Linked DNA regions of Zea mays: regions 1 and 3 are each linked to region 2. The links are chromatin contacts, called in public Hi-C maps. All regions are on one chromosome and are shown on one strand. The core of a region is the stretch at or near the end of the contact, and the rest is flanking DNA. Distances in the headings are between cores, read along the strand shown. Region 1 holds the start of LOC103638804 (putative pentatricopeptide repeat-containing protein At3g13770, mitochondrial). Region 2 holds the start of LOC100273300. Region 3 holds the start of LOC100384546.

Region 1 (3,303 bases), core at 122-2,621, 130 kb after region 2:
TAATATTACCTCCATCCAAAAAATATAATTCAAGAATCTCGGTAATACTTATCTACTACTACGCATTGTGCAAGGGTAGCAAGTGAGCTTGGTGAGAGATGTAGTAGATGTGTTTCCTGTCATAGATGCAGACATAAACACACATTTTGCTTGAGAGGTCACGGGTTCAAATCCCCTTGAGGGGAATGGGAATGACAGAACATGGGAATGAGAAACGCAGAACAAGGAATGCGAATGGTGGTAGAATGGGAATGGCAGAACAGGAATGGTGGCAGAACACAGAATGGCAGACTACTCTTGCAGCCTTAATAAGTAGTAGAGATGTGCAAAGGCTTGGTAAATGAGCATGAAACATGAATAAAGCTTAGATCTGATGCATTACGACAAGCTTATATCTGATGTAGTACCATGTGCAATGAAGTAAGAACTTCAAGCAGTTCGGGGAGGAAACGACCATCGATGTCGACAAGAGGGATCTGATGCATTACGACAAGCTTATATCTGATGTAGTACCATGTGCAATGAAGTAAGAACTTCAAGCAGTTCGAGGAGGAAACGACCATCGATGTCGACAAGAGGAGAGGTGAGCGAGAGGAGAGTGACTAAGTGAGGCGACAGGGAAAGGTGTCGGGGGGAGGTGTGTTCCTCGCACACCTGAAGCCACTTTGGCCCATAAGGAAAAAGCCGTCGTGGGCTATGCCAATGATGAACAGCTTGGAACGCCTGAATTCCCTATTCTCGAGTATGTAGACGAGAGGCCGACTTTTGCACTATTCGGACCAGCATAAGAGATCTATTTGGCATCCAAACATCCATTTCTGCAGTCCTGAAGACTATCCAAGAGTCGTGCAGCGTACCGAACCCATGTCTACAATTTATATTTGTTATTTTATAAAAAGATAAGGCATCGTTTTCGTTGGAATTGAATTTCATTCTAATAATCATAAATTAAACACAAACTAATTAAGTTAATATATTTGTATATGTAATATATTTGTTTATGTTATAGACTAGAAAATAGAACAATGTGCTATTAGTTGTATATTAGAAAAGTTGCATACAAATCTATAGAATCATTTTTTATCTCCCACCCTATGAATTTGAGATAACATTATATATAAATTTTGGAAAGTTATGAAATGTCATGTTTTAAAAAAAATAGCATAATCCGTTAGTTAGATTCTAATTCATCAAAATGAAGAAAAACAAACAGGGCATAAGAGTTTTTAATGCGTGAGTATTAGAGGGGATCGAGAGGCACATGATCACTTACTAGTTAAAAATAACTAGCAAGATATGCCCCTCAATTTTCTTTAATCCCTGTACATCTAAACAAGTCTTAATGAACCTATTGTGCTGAGTAGAATTTGTTTTTTTTTGATAATTTCATCAATTTTGTGTTCACGAGACTCTCCGTGTTAGTTTTCTCGTAGCCCCAATGCCCAATATACTAGGACCGGCCGTGCGACGACGGCGGGCAGCGGCGGCGTCGCGCGCGCGAAGTGGTCAGTGAAATGCCGGCGCGTGGGCTCTCGGATACGGCGTCACGCTTCTCATGCTCACCGCGCGCGGCCTTCGTCGGCTAGCAGCGGCGGTCTGCTTCGCACGCCGCTCCGCGTCGGCTGTGGCGGCGCTCCCCGGTGCCGGCGCCGCGCGGTTCCACGACTACGACGCCGCCATCACGGAGTGTGTCGGGAGGCGGGCGCTCCGCGAGGGGCGGCAGGTGCACGCGCGCATGGTGACCGCGGGGTACCGCCCGGCGCTGTACCTGGCGACGCGGCTGGTGATCATGTACGCTAGGTGCGGTGCGCTGGAGGACGCACACAACGTGCTCGATGGAATGCCCGAGCGGAACGTGGTCTCGTGGACGGCAATGATATCCGGATATTCTCAGAATGAACGGCCTGCCGAGGCCTGGGATCTGTTCATCATGATGCTCAGAGCTGGTAGATCACTTAAATCTTGTCTTTTACTATTCTATTGCCACCAAAGAGGCTCTTGTCATCTGTCTAACAAACTGACCAAATAAGATAATGATGTGGCCTTGGACCATAGTGGTCTTAATTTCCAATGCAACTGGTTTAATTCTCTAATGAGCAAGTATGATGAATAAAGCTATCTAATCTGCTTGGCACGATAATTCATATCTGGTATCCAAACTGACTTTGATTTCCACGATGTCTCTACTGGGTGCATGATCTGCTTGGTCAGAAGAAGTTATTCTCTATGAAAATTTGTTGGTTATATACTTCTTCTGTTGATGCATTATTGTTATTTCCATAGGTATGTGTGTCACACCACTATCTTTGAACTAAATTGTATAGCTTTGCCGTCATCATTGTATCATTATCTAACAATATGTTAAGCCTGTCCTAGTAATCTGTTATGTCTGTTTTTTCTTCTGCAACATTATATCCATTGACCATCAAGTTTGCAAATTTGTTCATTGTTATAGGACGCACCAAAGTTTTGACATCCTTCTAGGATGGTATATACAATGCTATGTTTTCTAACTTATTATATCATATGTGTAATCAATTTTACTTGTAACTGACAGGATGCGAGCCTAACGAATTCACTTTGGCATCCGTCCTTACCTCCTGTACTGGCTCTCAAGGCATACACCAACACCAGATTAAGCAAGTCCATGCTTTTGCCATCAAGAAAAATTTTGAGTTACACATGTTTGTAGGGAGTTCCCTTCTTGACATGTATGCCAGGTCAGAGAATATCCAAGAAGCTCGGAGGGTGTTTGATATGCTTCCTGCAAGAGATGTTGTTTCCTATACCACCATTTTATCTGGCTACACCCGACTGGGCCTTGATGAGGAAGCCCTGAACTTGTTCAGGCAGCTGTACAATGAAGGGATGCAATGCAATCAAGTTACGTTCTCAGTCCTTCTCAATGCATTGTCTGGGCTTTCTTCTATGGATTATGGAAAGCAGGTCCATGGGCTAATTCTTCGTAGAGAGTTGCCATTTTTCATGGCTTTGCAGAATTCTTTGATTGACATGTACTCTAAATGTGGCAAGCTGTTATACTCACGAAGGGTGTTTGACAATATGCCTGAGAGATCAGTGGTTAGCTGGAATGCTATGCTTATGGGATATGGAAGGCATGGCATGGCATATGAAGTTGTTCAGCTCTTCAGATTTATGTGTGATAAAGTGAAGCCTGACAGTGTTACTCTATTGGCTGTTTTGTTGGGCTATAGTCATGGTGGTCTGGTTGACGAGGGCCTTGATATGTTCGATCATATAGTTAAAGAGCAGAGCACACTCCTCAATACTCAACATTATGGA
Region 2 (3,595 bases), core at 742-3,241:
TGCCTTGGGGCTATAAAAGGGACCCCTAGGTGCATGGAGGAGCACACCAAGCATTCCTTGAGTATTGTTGATCACTCACACTTCATTCTTGCGCACTTATTCGACATTCTTAGTGATTTGAGCTCCGTTCTAGTGAGAACCTCGAGATATTGCCTTGAGCTCAAGTCTTGGTTTTGTGTGTGCGTATTTGCTGTGGATTTGAGTGTGTTGCTTCCCTCCCTTACTCTAGTGCTTCATTGTGATTCTTATTGTAAGGGCGAGAGACTCCAAGTTGTGGAGATTCCTCGCAAACGGGAAAGAGTAAAGTAAAGAAGAACATCGTGGTATTCAAGTTGATCATTGGATCACTTGAGAGGAGTTGAGTGCAACTCTCATCCGTTGGGACGCCACAACATGGAGTAGGCAAGTTTTTGTACTTGGCTGAACCACGGGATAAATCCTCGTGTCTCTTGTGCTTGTCCTTATTGTGTCTATTGTGCTTCACAAGAGCTCTCCTCTCTACTCACTTGATTTCATTGTTCTAACTCTTAATCAAGTTTGTGGTGTTAAGTTTTAAATTTTACAGGATCACCTATTCACCCCCCGCTAGGTGCTCTCAGTTATGTGTTGAGATGTATAGTTCCTCTACCCCCTCACCCACTCTCTCTTCTTTTGACTACATCTAGGAATAGTTTGTTGTTTATTTATGCAGTCTGGTTGATTGGTTTACTCCCACCAGTCATTTTGTCCAATTTACCTAGGAGGGTGGCTAACAACAGGTAACATTTGGGTGACATGGACACCATTTGAGCCCTAAGTTGTTGGGCTCAAAGTTATTGTAAGGCACTATTTGTGTAGGCTCTGTTGGCTACGTTATTTGATACATGAACTAGCTAATTTATCATGTTGTTTTTGTCCCATTTATTTGCCTATCTTTGTTTCTAGACTTAATGGTTTATTGTGCGAACAACTATGTAATGAGGTGGTTTTCTATTATGTTCATTTGCCTTTGTTGAGTTTGAGATTGATTCTCAAGGTCTGTGTTCGTCTTGGTTTTCTCCATTGCATTCGCTGCTTGTTGTTATTGCTTAGATGACAACCACCAATGACTTGAACAAAAAAATTACAACCACCATATTCATAAGCTGAGGCCAATCATATTGGTAACACAACCAATGATGTTCGTCACTGATGTTTGCTATCACTATGACTAAGCAGTTGACTGAGGCATTTTAGGTTTTGAGCAAGGGGTGCGTTAGAACTAGATGCATGTGATTTTGCTTTCTCTTACCTATTTATGTGATCTTCTTCCTTTGCAAGCCTTAGCTAACACGGTTAGCTGTTGTGTCTTACTAATTAGGCCCATGATGACAGATTGACAGAATGGACAAAGGCTTTAGCTGGCTACATGCACTTTTGCTTTGTATACTCTGTTTCTGTAATCTTGTTTCTTTGCTAGGATTGAGAAATGTGTCTCACTATGTTGCATATGGAGATGTTCTTCTCTGCTTCCTATTTTGATTGTACAGTGTAGCCATCAATGTTATAAAAATGATGAATTTTAATTTGTCTGAGGCCAAGTGCTTTAATCGGCACTAATTGTATGGTTTAATTGATAACAACTGTTGTAATGATCATACAAATTATTGCTCGCTTATTTCGCTGTAAGGGTCAGGCTGACCACATCCAACTTCTAAACACGATCTCGATTTGGCAGTTGCTGGTAGTTGGGCTTTGAGGCTGATTGTATGATGAGTGGCAAACAGTTTATCTAGATCGGGCTGGTTTGATGTATGGATACAAACATGGTGCGTTAGAACAGCAGAACCTAACAGCCCAAACCTGGGCTAGTTGAACGGGCCAAGCCGGGTACAGGTGGCAAACACGCTCTAACCACCCCTCCTGGGCCTGGGCTTCCTCTCCTCTCCCTAGGTCCCTACCTCTCCAATCTTCTCCTTCCTTGACCCCAGCGGAGGAGGAGCCACCGAGCCAGGGCGTGCGAGTGCGAACTGCGAACGCAGCAGCAGCAGCTCACGCGCGCACGGCACACCAGTGAGTGACACCACCTCTCGCCTCAGCGCCGGCCCCCCTATAAATAATGGCGCCACTCTCCCCTACCCCCGCCTCCGCCTCTGCTCCCGTGTCCTCCTCCCCTCGTTCCCTCGTCCCGGACGCCTCCGCCGCGCCGATGCGCCCCGCCTCGCCGCCGCAGGAGCTCCCCGCCGCCGGGGGCGAGATCCAGGCGGCGCTGGCCCCTGCCAATGCCTCCACCGCGGGCGCCCGCGGAGGCGGAGGCTCCTTCACGGCGCTGCTGGGACTCCCCACCTCGCAGGCCATGGAGCTGCTCCTCCCCCGCACGACGCCCCCCGCCCTAGCCACAGCGCCCGCGCCAACCTTCCCCTCCGACCCGCACCTCGTGGACCGCGCCGCGCGCTTATCCACGTTCGCGCCCCCGTCCCCGTCCCCATCCTCCACGTCCCCGGCCCGGCCCCTCCCCGCCGCCGCTAACGCCGGCAAGCGCAAGGCCGACCCCGTCGACCGTGCCTCCAAGGTAGGGTACTACATCGCGCGTCTGCATTTCCAGACCTCGCTAGGCATCGCCGCCGGACCTTGGCTCTGATTGCTCCGTGGCCGCAGGGGAAGGCGGCGAAGAAGGGGAAGACGGCGGAGGAGAAGCTCGCGGGCGGCGACGGCGACGACGAGAAGCCGGCGTACGTGCACGTGCGGGCCAGGCGGGGCCAGGCCACGGACAGCCACAGCCTCGCCGAGCGGGTGAGTTCGCCGAGCCGCTAACCGCGCAAGCTCATGTCATGGGAGGGGTTTATGCCAATGATTGGGTGATTAGGACGTGGTGACGTCGCCGGTAGACCCCTTTTCAGGGTCGCTTTCGCCACTAATCACTTGATTATTCGCCTGCATTCTTCTTCTCCAGTATGACAAAAAGTTGATTACCTTTTCTGCCTTCACAAACAAAAAATATTCACTCAACAGGCGAGACGCGAGAAGATCAATGCGAGGATGGAGCTGCTCAAGGAGCTGGTCCCCGGCTGCAGTAAGGTGTGCCTCCATTATCTCACCATCTATTACCCCCCCTCATCTTTACTCCTATCTGCATCTCGCACGCCCCACCTTCAATTTGAGTACTGAGCAAGAGCATTGCCTTTGGAAGGAAAGCCTAAACCTACGCCGTATATGTGGCCTAGCTAGCGTCGTGTAAATTCCTGCTCTCCGTTCTCCTACGCGCCCAAGGACCCTGCTCTCCCTGCTTCCGGTGGTCATTTTACTGCTTTTCAGAGGCCATCTCTGAATGTTCATTTTTTTTTCCTTCCCTTCGCTCGGCGCCCCGTGTAAAGTGTGCAACGCGGCCGTGCAGAGAAGACTAGAGTCGTCTGCTTGCCTCGCTGGTTGCGAAAATAAACCATATACCAACGCGGGGAAACACCTTAGATGCAATGCGTTCCAACACGTGGCGGTGCCTGATTATTCTGGCATCGTGCGCCCGACACGTCCATATGGGTCGTGTTGCACGACGGGGGTGGGATGGAAATGGGGGTATCGTGGCGGCCGCCTCGTCTCGGCGCCATTGTGGGCGATAGATATGGGAGAGGCATCGTGA
Region 3 (3,509 bases), core at 865-3,364, 190 kb after region 2:
CTCAAGTCAAGCTAAAAGGAGCCAAAGAAGTTTGGCACAAAAGAGGTGAAGTTGGGCTGTTCTAGGCAGCACCAAACAGTACGGCACCACTTACATGACAGTCCGATGACTGTATGGCCAAAGTGGCTGCTCTTGGGTTCGGCCAGGCCCCCTCGGCTATAATTCGCCGGACGGTTCGCGCAGAGCGCCGGACAGGACAGTCCGGTGTGATAGTCAGCCAACGACTATCAGCACGTCAGCAGACTCCAACGGTCAGATGGTGCACCAGACAGTCCGGTGTCCCCCACCGGACAGTTTGGTGCCCATCTGAAAATGAAATTGGCTAATCAGTGAGAAATTATTTCTGTTATTGGACCAAGTGTAAAGTCTATCTGTGAGATCTAGCTCAATCAAACCATTTAGTTCTGTGATTGAATTAAAAAGAGCACTCCATCTATTTGAAGTTCCAGGATATGTTTATCTTCCATTTTCCTCAGAATGTTGAAATCACCACGAAAAAGAATACGGCCTTTGCATCTAGAACAGGTCTCTGAGAAATCACTCAGAAATTGTGGCTAAATCAGCTCATTAGAACGCGCTCCAAAAATTGTGGCTTACTGCCTAAAACAGTTACAGCTGGCTATTTGTTTCCTTGTAAACTGACGCTCTTCTATGCAACTAATTGGCACAGCGAAGTGGCAACTGAACTGAAAAATGCTGCTGTTGCAGTACAGTGGCAGTTCTGTTATTTTCACTCATCCTATTCTTAACCTGCCATTGCTCTCCGTGTTTCTGAGGTGATTTTAGACGATCAGATGCAGTTCACTGTAATTTTCATAGTGGTCCGGTTTTAGAGTATATTCAGATGTATTTCATCAATTAGGGTTTGCTTGGGAGCACGGGAGGGGAACAGGTATGTTTGAAACTAAGAAAAACAGGTATGTTTGAAAAAGCTATCGGAATTACTCCTAGACATGTAGCGATGGTCGACTCTCATCAGTATCTTTGTATGAATCTGGAAAATGACAGTAGTCGGAAAAGGTTACCATGGCCAGCTTTAGCTGTCACTGAAGCCATCTCTGTCTATTTTGGCAACAGATGGTTAGCGCATTATTGGTACTGCCTCGTCAAGGATGACGAAGGTGCAACAGAACTGAACAGGCCGTTTGCCTCCCTGCAGAATACGTGTCTAAACCTGGCGCAAAAGACAAAATGTACTAGAAGATAAAATTGGTGCAAGTTTTGGTATGCCAGCTGTGCGTCCTACTCGCTCCGAATCGTCGCCGTGGAGGCGGACCTCGTGCAGGGACGCAAGTTTTGGTATGCCAGCTCTGAGTATCTTATAGCGAATTCATAGCTTTGGAATCGTGTGGAATTCATGGCCATCGAAAATCGATTTAAGAGTTGGAGAATAGTTGGGTTTTGTATTTTTTTTTTCTATATATTCTGGGAGGAGTGGAAATGATAGTTGTCTCAATGGTAATGTACCAACCTCTGCATATGTATGAGCAGAGCTCGTACATCAACGCATCACTAGTTGTTACGGTTTATATTATTAATGGTTAGTCTTTGTTTTAATAAAATATAAAAATATTTGTGTTCCGTTGGTTAGGTAGGTGTAAACGTAGAGTCAATAACAAGGTTTAAATTCCCATTTATATGCAATTTTAACTTATTTTTGTATAGAGTGGGAAGGTATGAAATCGGGGGAGGGGGGGGGTGGGGGTAGTGTTTGATCACGCAGCATTATTTTGAGTGAAAGGAAAACATTACTGTGACTGAGACCCGCCAATCCTCATTTTGGGCCAAGAGCGATGGGCCTGGGCTCTGGTTTAAGCGCGATAATTGTAGAGATAACGAAAGTAACAAAAGAGAGCTTGCCTGCTAGGCTCGGAGGTCGAACTGATCGGGCGGCTGTTGCGGAGGAGGGGAGGGCAGTGGGCACGACGAGACCGAGAAACGTGCGTGGTTTATCCATCTGACAGTTGCATCCCTACAATTCACCGGGACACTCGCAGAGTTCGTCTCCCTTGATGCTTATCGACCCCGTACGTCAACTGATTCGCTCGCCAACCACGCCGGCGGCCTATATATACGCGCGTTTCTTCCTCAGTGTCGTTGTACCATCCCCTACCCTATGTCGCGAGCTCGGCCGGCATTAGCCATGGCGGCGGAGGCGGAGGCGGCGCTCCTGCTGCTGCTGCTCCTGTGCGCGGCGGCGTTCGTGGAGCGCGGCGCGGCGCTGCACCTCTGCACGGACCGGCTGTTCAACGACACGAAGGGGCGGCACGACGACGGCCTGCCGCACCTGACCCCGACGGAGGAGGCCACGTGGATGTCCCTCCTCCCGCGCAGGCTCCGCGGCGGCGGCCGGGCCGAGTTCGACTGGCTGGCGCTGTACCGCAGCCTGACGCGCGGCGACGGGCCGGACGGTGGCGCCGGCAAGGCCGCGGGCCCCGAGGGGCTGCTGTCGCCGGCGTCCCTGCACGACGTCCGCCTCCACGGCGACGGCAGCCTCTCCTCCATGTACTGGCGGGCGCAGCAGACCAACCTCGAGTACCTGCTCTACCTCGACCCCGACCGCCTCACCTGGACCTTCCGCCAGCAGGCTGGCCTGCCTACCGTCGGGGACCCCTACGGCGGCTGGGAGGCGCCGGACGGGCAGCTCCGCGGCCATTTCGTAGGTCCGTCGTCGCCCATCTTTAAACTCCGTCGCCACTAGCCGTGCCGTGTGCGCCAATTGGTCGATCTACAGTTGCTACTCCTCTGATCGTGTGTGCTTTCGCAGGGCACTACCTGAGCGCGAGCGCGCACGCGTGGGCGGCCACGCACAACGGCACCCTGAGGGAGAGGATGGCGAGGGTGGTGGACATTCTCCACGCCTGCCAGAAGAAGATGGGCACGGGGTACCTCTCGGCGTACCCCGAGACCATGTTCGACCTGTACGAGCAGCTGGACGAGGCGTGGTCGCCATACTACACCACCCACAAGGTACGTGAAGAAGATCAGAGTCAGACACGTTTGAGTAACCCATGGTCCAGTGCGTCGATCTGACCCATTGATTGAACCTTTGTGTCTGACAGATCATGCAGGGACTCCTCGACCAGTACACGCTGGCCAGCAACGAGAAAGGCCTTGACGTGGTGCTGCGGATGGCCGACTACTTCAGCAACCGCGTGAAGAACCTGGTGCAGATCCACACTATCCAGAGGCACTGGGAGGCGATGAACGAGGAGACCGGCGGCTTCAACGACGTCATGTATCAGCTGTACACTATAACGGTAACTAACCTTACTGTCATCGATCAGAGCTGGCATTGTTCAGCAACATATCTTGGCTTTTGGACTGTGCGTCTCTCTGCAAGCTTACAGCGTTGCTTCATACTCCCTGCAGAGAGATCAGAAACACCTGACGATGGCTCATCTTTTCGACAAGCCATGCTTCCTCGGACCACTTGGTCTCCATGTCAGTTCTTGGGATCTTTTTTTTTTAAAAAAAAAACATTCTAGTCTGGTCTACCGTCAACTGAG

Evidence for each region. Hi-C and Micro-C count contacts between places; a contact is called where the count stands out from the background.
Region 1: a Hi-C map of ear shows a contact between it and region 2, with 2.2 times the contacts expected there. The contact joins the promoter of LOC103638804 here to the promoter of LOC100273300 in region 2. A contact is called at or near these places in 2 of 25 Hi-C or Micro-C datasets (ear and tassel).
Region 3: a contact with region 2 is called in a Hi-C map of tassel, with 3 times the contacts expected there. The contact joins the promoter of LOC100384546 here to the promoter of LOC100273300 in region 2. A contact is called at or near these places in 3 of 25 Hi-C or Micro-C datasets (ear, endosperm and tassel).

Annotation. Positions count from the first base shown.
Region 1 is chr9:106,677,929-106,681,231 of Zm-B73-REFERENCE-NAM-5.0, forward strand. LOC103638804 (putative pentatricopeptide repeat-containing protein At3g13770, mitochondrial) reads left to right here and starts at 1,372. Exons shown (of 2, transcript XM_008661617.3): 1 at 1,372-1,946; 2 at 2,558-3,303. The coding sequence starts at 1,556.
Region 2 is chr9:106,546,531-106,550,125 of Zm-B73-REFERENCE-NAM-5.0, forward strand. LOC100273300 reads left to right here and starts at 1,992. Exons shown (of 7, transcript NM_001360231.1): 1 at 1,992-2,530; 2 at 2,617-2,751; 3 at 2,971-3,036. The coding sequence starts at 2,078.
Region 3 is chr9:106,736,444-106,739,952 of Zm-B73-REFERENCE-NAM-5.0, forward strand. It overlaps LOC100384546, which reads left to right and starts at 2,115. Exons shown (of 12, transcript NM_001177061.1): 1 at 2,115-2,663; 2 at 2,768-2,970; 3 at 3,063-3,260; 4 at 3,373-3,444. The coding sequence starts at 2,117.